3 separate regions of the Sus scrofa genome follow, and all the other regions are linked to region 1. A link is a contact called in public Hi-C data. All regions are on one chromosome and are shown on one strand. The core of a region is the stretch at or near the end of the contact, and the rest is flanking DNA. Distances in the headings are between cores, read along the strand shown.

Evidence for each region. A called contact is a pair of places that touch in the nucleus more often than the background predicts.
Region 2: a Hi-C map of adipocytes shows a contact between it and region 1, with 5 times the contacts expected there. The contact joins the enhancer-like site here to the promoter of TWIST1 in region 1. A contact is called at or near these places in 7 of 47 Hi-C or Micro-C datasets (adipocytes, embryonic fibroblasts, fibroblasts and 2 more).
Region 3: a contact with region 1 is called in a Hi-C map of embryonic fibroblasts, with 6 times the contacts expected there. The contact joins the enhancer-like site here to the promoter of TWIST1 in region 1. A contact is called at or near these places in 4 of 47 Hi-C or Micro-C datasets (adipocytes, embryonic fibroblasts, fibroblasts and 1 more).

What each region holds. Positions count from the first base shown.
Region 1 is chr9:88,288,693-88,291,574 of Sscrofa11.1, forward strand. It overlaps TWIST1 (twist-related protein 1), which reads right to left and starts at 1,439. Exons shown (of 2, transcript XM_003130192.5): 1 at 673-1,439; 2 at 1-138. The coding sequence starts at 1,323. The coding sequence ends at 715.
Region 2 is chr9:87,936,344-87,939,225 of Sscrofa11.1, forward strand. It overlaps HDAC9 (histone deacetylase 9), which reads left to right. Exons shown (of 28, transcript XM_021102482.1): 18 at 1,398-1,518. Among named protein-coding and RNA genes, the nearest start is that of TWIST1, 350 kb to the right of the region's middle. Within about 2 kb of position 1,523, at least 5 of the 83 cell types and tissues checked have an H3K27ac peak or open chromatin away from gene starts, as enhancers often do.
Region 3 is chr9:88,002,744-88,005,625 of Sscrofa11.1, forward strand. HDAC9 (histone deacetylase 9) reads left to right here. Exons shown (of 28, transcript XM_021102482.1): 21 at 628-683; 22 at 928-1,015. Among named protein-coding and RNA genes, the nearest start is that of TWIST1, 290 kb to the right of the region's middle. Within about 2 kb of position 1,403, at least 10 of the 83 cell types and tissues checked have an H3K27ac peak or open chromatin away from gene starts, as enhancers often do. A contact at or near this core is called in subcutaneous adipose tissue, where this site is marked.

The DNA.
Region 1 (2,882 bases), core at 189-2,688:
CCCACGCCCTGTTTCTTTGAATTTGGGTTCTGCTCTTCTAATTTCCAAGAAAATCTTTGGCATATATATTTATTTTTAGTTATCCAGCTCCAGAGTCTCTAGACTGTCCATTTTCTCCTTCTCTGGAAACAATGACATCTGCAAAAACCCAGAGGGAGGAAAGTTGGTTATTGTTTAGGTCTCTGTGGCTGTTTTCTAAGACTAGTGAGCACTGTTCTTATCACCACCACGGAGAAATTACGCTGAACAACCTGGAAGGATTTCAGCCCAAGGGCAAGAGGAAGTGGGTGGGCGGAAAAGAAGGAGGAGGTGGAATTTGGAAACATTTGTTTTAAGGAGAAGGAAAACTTAAAGCCAAAAGAAAGGGAGGCGCTGGCAAGACTCTCCTTACCAATGACCCTCGACTCTTTCTCAGTCTTGCCTCCTGTCTGTCACGAACACTCATCACGCACACGCACACGGTTCTCAAGGGCGCATCCCTCTCTCCCTAGAGGGGACTGAGCTGTCTTCCAGGGACGCTCCGGGGATGAGGTGGCGGTGCCAGGTTGGGTGGGAAAGTAGAGAAGGGAGTGGGACACAAGCAGGAAGGCTAGGTGGACGGGGAGCCACGGCCTGACCGTCAGTGGGTCTGCCACCTGAGCCGACAAGGGGCGCAGAGACGCTGGTCCTTACCTAGGTCTCCGGCCCTGCCGAGGGAGTGGGGAGCTCCGCCTGCTAGTGGGACGCGGACATGGACCAGGCCCCCTCCATCCTCCACACCGAGAAGGCGTAGCTGAGCCGCTCGTGGGCCACATAGCTGCAACTGGCCATCTTGGAGTCCAGCTCGTCACTCTGTAGGACCTGGTAGAGGAAGTCGATGTACCTGGCCGCCAACTTGAGGGTCTGGATCTTGCTCAGCTTGTCTGAGGGCAGCGTGGGGATGATCTTCCTCAGTGCGGCGAACGCCTCATTCAGCGACTGTGTGCGCTGGCGCTCCCGCACGTTGGCCATGACCCGCTGTGTCTGCAGCTCCTCGTAGGACTGCGGACTCCCGCCGCCGCTGCTGCTACCGCCTCCTCCCGCGCCGCCGCCGCCGCCGCCGCAGCCCGCAGACTTCTTGCCGCGCTTGCCTTGGGCCGGGCTGCCAGGCTCCTCGCCGCCTCCGACGCCCCCGCCCGCGGCCCCGCCGGGCCCCGAGCTGCCCCCCGCGCTGCGCCGGCTGCTGCGCCGCTTGCGCCCCCCGCGCTTGCCGCTTGGCGGCTGCTGCCGGTCCGGCTCCTCCTCGCTGTTGCTCAGGCTGTCGTCGGCCGGCGAGACTGGCGAGCTGGACACGTCCTGCATCATCTCTCGGGCGGCAAGGCGCGGCCTCGCAGGCCCGGGGCAGAGCGGCGGCCCGGGGAAGAGGAGGAAAGTGGGACGCCTCAGCCCGCCAGCTTCCCCCGCTCGCGGCGCCGGCCCGGGCGATGCGGCCCGCGGAGGAGGGAGCGGGAGGAGGGACGAGGAGAATCTCCGCTGGGAGGGCGCGCGGGGGAGGCGGGGAGGGAGGCGGGAGGGGGAGTGGACGGTGTGGATGGCCCCGAGGTCCAAAAAGAAGGCGCCCAACGGCCGCACGCACACCCCACTCGGCCTTCTGGAAACGCTGCCTGTGCCGGCGAGCCCGCGAGGTGTCTGGGAGTTGGGCGAAAGCTGCAGACTTGGAGGCTCTTATACCTCCGTGCAGGCGGAAAGTTGGGGGCAGCAGTGTCATTGGCCTGACGTGTGGAGGAGGGACTTTTCGAAGTTTTATAGGAAAGTTTCCGCTTTCCAGCCCCCCTTCTCCGTCCCCACCCCCCCCTTCCTGGGGTCTAACAATTCGTCCTCCCAAACCATTCAAAAACGACCTGGCCCAGGCGGCCGGCCCCTCTGCCCGCCTCCTTGCTGCCCTCCCCCTTCCCTCCCTGCTGCCCTACGCCCGCGGGGCGCGGGGCTATTTCCTTCCGCGCCGGAGCCCGCGGCCGCGCCCCCGCACCGAAGCGCAGCCCGGGGAAGCGGCGGGAGGGGACTGTCCCCACTGCGGTGTCGGTCTCTCCCGGAGTGACTGTGACAGCAGCGGCGGCGACAGCTTCTACGCAGTGGGTTAAGTTTCAGCTTGCCCCACTACCCTCTAGGTCCGTGGGGCGGGTTTGAGATTGCTGGGGCGGGGGAAATGGCAAGAAAACTGGCAAAGGCATAGCCCAGTGTATAGTCAGGTAGACGGGCTCCTGGAGTCACCAGGGCCAAACCACCGTGGCTGGCCTGGAGATCTTGGGCGTTTCTGAAGACGTGGCTGCGCTGGGGACTGCAGATCTGCGTCCGGGCCTGTTCTCTCATCCTTCCTGGAGAAGCATCTGGGCCTTTCTTTTCCCTTCACAGTAACCCAATCTAACTTTTCCCAACGCCCAAAGGTCTGCTTCTCCGAAGGTGCTAGAAAGAGGCAGAAGTTCATTCTCCCGCGGAAATCAGGCCTGTCCTTGGAGAAGGTAGCAGGGCCGGAGGGGGGCAGCGCAGCGTCTTTGCCCGAGGCCCTGATTGCCTGAGCTGCTAGCCCATGGTGGAGTACCCTGTGGTCATTTCATCCCCACCCTACTTCCACATAAGGCCCTGCATTGTGACCTCTAAAGATCGGCTTTGAGAGAGATGGGGGTTCAGTAATTCCTGGACACGCGGGTTTGACGGCTGCAAGAGCCCCCTTCCCCACCCCTCACTCCTAGGAGGTACAGTGAGAAATTAGGTTTCGGGCGCCTCAAACGCATTACGATTATTTAGACATTTTTACATTTTAAGCGTCTCTATCTAATAAGTAACAACAAAGAGCCTCGAAGAGGGTGTTAATGCAGATTCTGGCAAGTCTGAAGCAACAAAAGTCGGTGAGCTGGAAAGGAAGG
Region 2 (2,882 bases), core at 273-2,772, 350 kb before region 1:
ACATGATGATTTACTTTCAGTGACAAGCACCTCTACTCAGTAAACCCCTAGGAAGTGTCAGTGTATTGAGGTTCTCCTCACCTGCCCCCTCAGTGAACCACACAGCAGCAGCCACATCACCTGAAACTAGGGAGCTTGAACTGGAATTGTCTTGATCTTGAGAGAGGTGTTGTTGTCACCTGATGTTTCCATGTGTACCAGTAATTCATGCACAGGGATATGAAAGGACAGCATTCCCTGACCAGATTCTCTTTGAGTTTCACTGTAGTTCCCTGTTAGTATATTATCTTACAGGTGTCTTATTATGACACACATTTTAACTGAAATAATAATACTGTCTTGGTAATTTTAGCAAGCACAGCAGTTAAAAAAAATAAGGCCAGTTAACTCCATACACCAGCATGATGTTTTTTGGCCTAAAAGATGTGCCAACTGAGAAATGTGACCAGGGAGAACTCTTTGTCCATTGACACAACAGAGGTTTAACTTAATTCATAGTTTTGTCTATGCTGAAGGACCATTCTTTGTTAGTTGAAGTGAAAGCTTTTGCCCAGCATATGTATGAAAATTTTGACTGAGTCTAGAGTGTCTCAAACTATCTCTGACTTAACAGCAGCTATTATCTTGGTTTAATTTCCATTCTGTCACAGACCAATGCTTTTTTTAAAAAATAAGATACATTAAAATGAGATGCTGCAGTAGTGAAATAAAGATTGAAGACATACAAGATTATATTTGATTCAATAGATATAAACATACTTTGTCAGATTAAAAAAAAGTTTTTAAGTATTTACTGTCAGTTTTTATGCAGACCTCCTCAAAGATCATTCACAAACAGTTCCTGAACTGTTACTGATCCCAAAGGACATTCTTTGAATAATTGGTCTAGATGAATACAACTGTGAGAAACACACACATGAAGTGATTAGCATATGGGTAATAATCAAATACATAAAATATATTGGCATTGACTTATGTCCTTTGATAAACAGTAAGGAATTTGTTTCAACAACTTCTTCAGGTGAGCGTAAAGTAAAAGTTTAATGAATTTATTTTTAGCTACTCAGTAGCTCCCATTTGTTTTTAAGTTTATACTTTTACAAAGGAGTTAACTGTTAATTATTATTAAATTAATTATTAAATTATTATTAAATTAAATTATTACTAAATTTTTATAGGTATCGCAAATTTTTATAGGTATAGCAATCCATTGGACCTGAACCTCATATACACTCATTTTCCAAATATTGCTGTGGTACGTTACTAAGCAAATCAGTGTCACATTCCTACATGATGAAACTCAGCCCATTATTAATCATCCTAAATGTGACTTGGGGTCTTACTTTCTTCTGAATGTTGTCAGTGAAGTACTATAGGCTTCTGCTGTTTTCTTTCAGCGAATTCAAGGTCGAAAAGCCAGCCTGGAGGAAATACAGCTTGTTCATTCTGAACATCACTCACTGTTGTATGGCACTAACCCCCTGGACGGACAGAAGCTGGACCCCAGGACACTCTTAGGTCTGTATAACCCTCCATTCTACTGAGAACAGCACATTCCAGCACTATCATTAGTCAATGCTGCTGTCAGTACAACATACTTGGCAAGCACTGTGACAAAAAATCAGCTTTTCCTACAGCATTGCTCTGTGGAATGAGTCTTACAATAGAAGCCAATGTAGATTAAGAAAATTCTACATTAGAGAAAAAATGACAGTGAAAGTTTCATGATGTTTACTTTCAAATTAGCCTTTATTTGAATAACATTTCTTCGCTGTTCCTAGTTTATGGGAATAAATACATTGGAGAGTTTACTTGCTTATGTTTTTAGACTGAAAAAAAGGGGGGGGGGTGTTTTTACATTCTTCTGTGTCTTTCGGCTCTTTTTTTCTATTACCTTAACAGACAAAGGGCATAATACAACTTATTTGAAGTGAAAACTCCTTATCACTATACCTAGAATACTATATTTTATAGTAAGATTGCATTTTAAATCTTAATGTAATCTATGTAATGTATGTTTTAACTATGGAATTAAATAGTAAAGTGGTTGGAAGATAGAAAACTAAAAACGTAATCTTTATGATTTTTCAAAGCATTATTATCAGGTTTAAAATAAAAAAATAAAATAGGAGTTCTCGTTGTGGCACAGTGGAAATGAGCCCAACTAGGAACCATGAGGTAGCAGGTTTGATCCCTGGCCTTGCTCAGTGGGTTGACGATCCAGTGTTGCCGTGAGCTGTAGTGTAGGTTGCAGGTGCAGCTTGGCTCTGGTGTTGCTGTGGCTGTGGTGTAGGCTGGCAGCTGTAGCTCCCATTAGACCCCTAGCCTGGGAACCTCCATATGCCACGAGTGCGGTCCTGAGAAGACAAAAGAATAAATAAATAAATAATAAAAAATAAAATATAAAAAAATTAAAATTTATGTTTCAGGGCTTTATTAAACTTTATATGAGTGATAGAAACAACAGATTTTGAAGAAAGTTGATGACAAAACCTTATTTTAGTTGAAACAATTCTATTCGTTAATTAATAATCTTTTATAATAGAATAACAATTCATGTGCCAAAAGAATCATGTTTTAAGTGTTTTAACTAAAAAGGCATTTTAGGACTTTTTTTTGGTCCCTTTCTTTCAAATAAACCTATTATGTCAGTTCTAAATTGTTGGGCTTTTTCACCCAATTCAATATTATTTCAAAATGGTTTTATGTTAACTGATCCTAACATTTCAAAAACAAGTGTATGACATGTAGTAGGCAGACATTTTGGAGAGCAATTATAAGGGGAAATTAACATTTATAATTTCAATTATAATGCTGAAAATGTGCCCTTTTAAAACAAGTGGGAGGCATCCTTAAATTTGGGAAGGAAAGGCCTGTGGTTG
Region 3 (2,882 bases), core at 153-2,652, 290 kb before region 1:
TTCCAGAACGTGGGCTAGAAATTGACTTAGGGAATCCAATAAAGTTGCAAGTCTTGGCAGTCATCCAAGTGAAATTTATAGACTGGAAGAAATATGGGCTTTCCATTGTTCTCTTTTTCACCTTTCTGGGGTTTCTTTTGTGTGTATGTGAGTATGTGAGTGTAAATTTATCATTTTGCTGACATTGGAGTAGAAATAATCATTGAGGGAATCCAGCTAAAGATTTTTCACTTTGGATTGTCTCTGGTCTTTCTGAACTTTGACCCAAACCTGCACTAAGAGTGAATTTATTCTCCTTTTCTAGGATGCTTGTGTCATAAAATAAGAAATTGTTCTTGAGAATGAATCATGGTAGTATAACAGCTGATGTGCTCTTTGCCAGCTAGGTACAACTCCCAAATCACTATTCTTCTGGCTCTGTGGGAACTTTCGAGACAAGATCTGAGAAAATGTGATCATATATATTGTTTCTGTTCATTCTGTGAAATGGTAATGGAGTCAAGAAAACAAGCTCTGAGGCCTTTTACAGATTTTAGTCTTTTTGTGTGTTCCTGATGCTACGTAGTACATGGAGATCCAAGCAGTTCTCTCATATCTGATCACTGAAAATCTGTCTTATTCTTACAGAATGGCTTTGCTGTTGTGAGGCCCCCAGGCCATCATGCTGAAGAATCCACAGCCATGTAAGTACCAGGGACTGTTGCCCATCTCCAAGCGCCACGGTTCCTGGCGGTCACCTGCCCCGTGCATGTCTCTGAAGCCTCTAATTGTTAGCAGATGGACTGAGAAATCTTGCGAGGTACTCCCAGAAGCAGATTTATGGCTTCAGAGATCATATAGCATTTTAAAAAATGCTCTGAACATTATTTATAATGGTTTTCCTGGCTGATTTGCTTTCTTATTTCTCTGTTCTTCTCTATTCCGCAGGGGGTTCTGCTTTTTTAATTCAGTTGCAATTACCGCCAAATACTTGAGAGACCAACTAAATATAAGCAAGATATTGATTGTAGATCTGGTATGTATTCCTGGCCAGAGCTGCATTTTCAGTGACTCTAGATAAAAGGGAGCGAATTTGTATTTCTCTGTTAGGTTGCTTTGCTTTTAGCACTTGCAAACAACTGAAGGGTGTGTTTCCTTTGAATGTGGAAACTCATTAAATTCAGAATTGCAGTTCTGAAACCATAAACATTCACGTTTCACTTTCATGGTGTTAACTGCAATTTAATGAGAAGAAGGCGCAGATCAGGGCAACTTTTATGATCCTTAAATGAATTGATACTTCCACAGTTAAAATAACCCAACAGAACCTGAATTTACTTTTCCCTACAGAATATAGACTTTAAATAGTCAGATGTGCTGGAAAGAATGCTGTTGCTTTGGTAACCAATTGGCTACTTCCCCTGGTTAGCAATCATGTTGCTTGTTGTGCAACAGTGGTATTATTAAAACAAGTCAGCATGTCATTCTTTCTGAAAAGATCTCAGATCATGTATGCCAGTTTGGGATGACTCCCGGCAGGAACCCTGAGTGATTAAAAGTCAGAGGCATTAGATTCATCTTGCATTTTAACATGATACATTCTTACACAATAGTTATAATTTGTTTAACAAATGGTTTGTTTAAATGCAGATGACACTTGGCATGTTGTCTGTAGTATATTCATGAATAATGAGCTGGAGATCTGCCCCATACCAAAGGACCAACCCAGGAAAGGGCAAAAGAGAGCTGACTGGTGATTTATGAGCCCCGTTTTCGGTTTGCCTCCAGTTCACGAGGAGGTGTAATAGGTTGTCTGACAAAGCATAGACAGGAAATGAACCCTGGCATCCAAAGCGAACCTGCTACATCTGTACTTAATTAATTTTTGCAGGTGATAAAAGATTTAAAGGCAAAATATGTTAAAAGTTTTTTTGAAGTGCAAAGCTTAATAGTCTAAATCTTGTTCATATCTGCACTCATAATTAAATCTTATTGGGAAGTCGTGGCCTCACCGTCCGGCCTTCTGATTCAGTTAAACAGGCACAGCAAAGGACAGAGAGCACAAACAAAGCCAGCTGAAGAAATACTTAGTCAAGTTAAAATAGAGATAAAAGGAACGAAAGACTGATAACCATTTCTAGTGTTTGGTAGGAACAAATGTTTTCCACATAGTGTATTTGTAGCCTTCCTGCAGGTACTTTGGTGCTGAGTACCGAGACCCAACTTCCCATGTATTTTCCAAACATGCTTAAGTTTCACTGTAGGTCACAGTTCACCATTAAAGAAATGTGTTGAAGGCCTAGATATACTACAGCAGCAAGACCTTAAAATTTTACCAAAATGAGGACATCAGTACCTATTTTCCCATGGACTTATAAAATGACATTTAAAATGATAAATAATTATTGGTTTGTATGATTTGTAAGATAGCAAATTTTTAAAATAGTTTATATACTTCTAGAACTCTAAAGTTGTGCTAGAAAGATAAGCCAAAAACTTGAAGAAAGGGTAGCAAATGAAGACCAGAGGTTGTGAGGAAATTTTTCTGTGCTTTCTAAACTTGTCAAAATTATGTAGGAAGGAGGTTGGTGAACTGTCATCCTAGCCTTAAGAATTTTTAAATATTACTTTCCGATGGTTCTGTGGAGGTAAAAACTATTAAGAGAGAGACTCTTTGAAAGCACACTTGTGGCATCTGATAGACTTGAAAGCTAAAATGCCTGACTTGTGATGGGTGGGTATTTTGTACCTCAGAGGATTTGTGTGTAAAGTTTTGTTTTTGTATATTAATAGAAGAATAAAAAGTTGCTAAAGATAATTTGATATGATTTATAAAATAAGTAGCTCCAAGGAGTATCCTGTAAGCTTATTGGCCTTTGATTATGAATTTGCTCCATTATCCT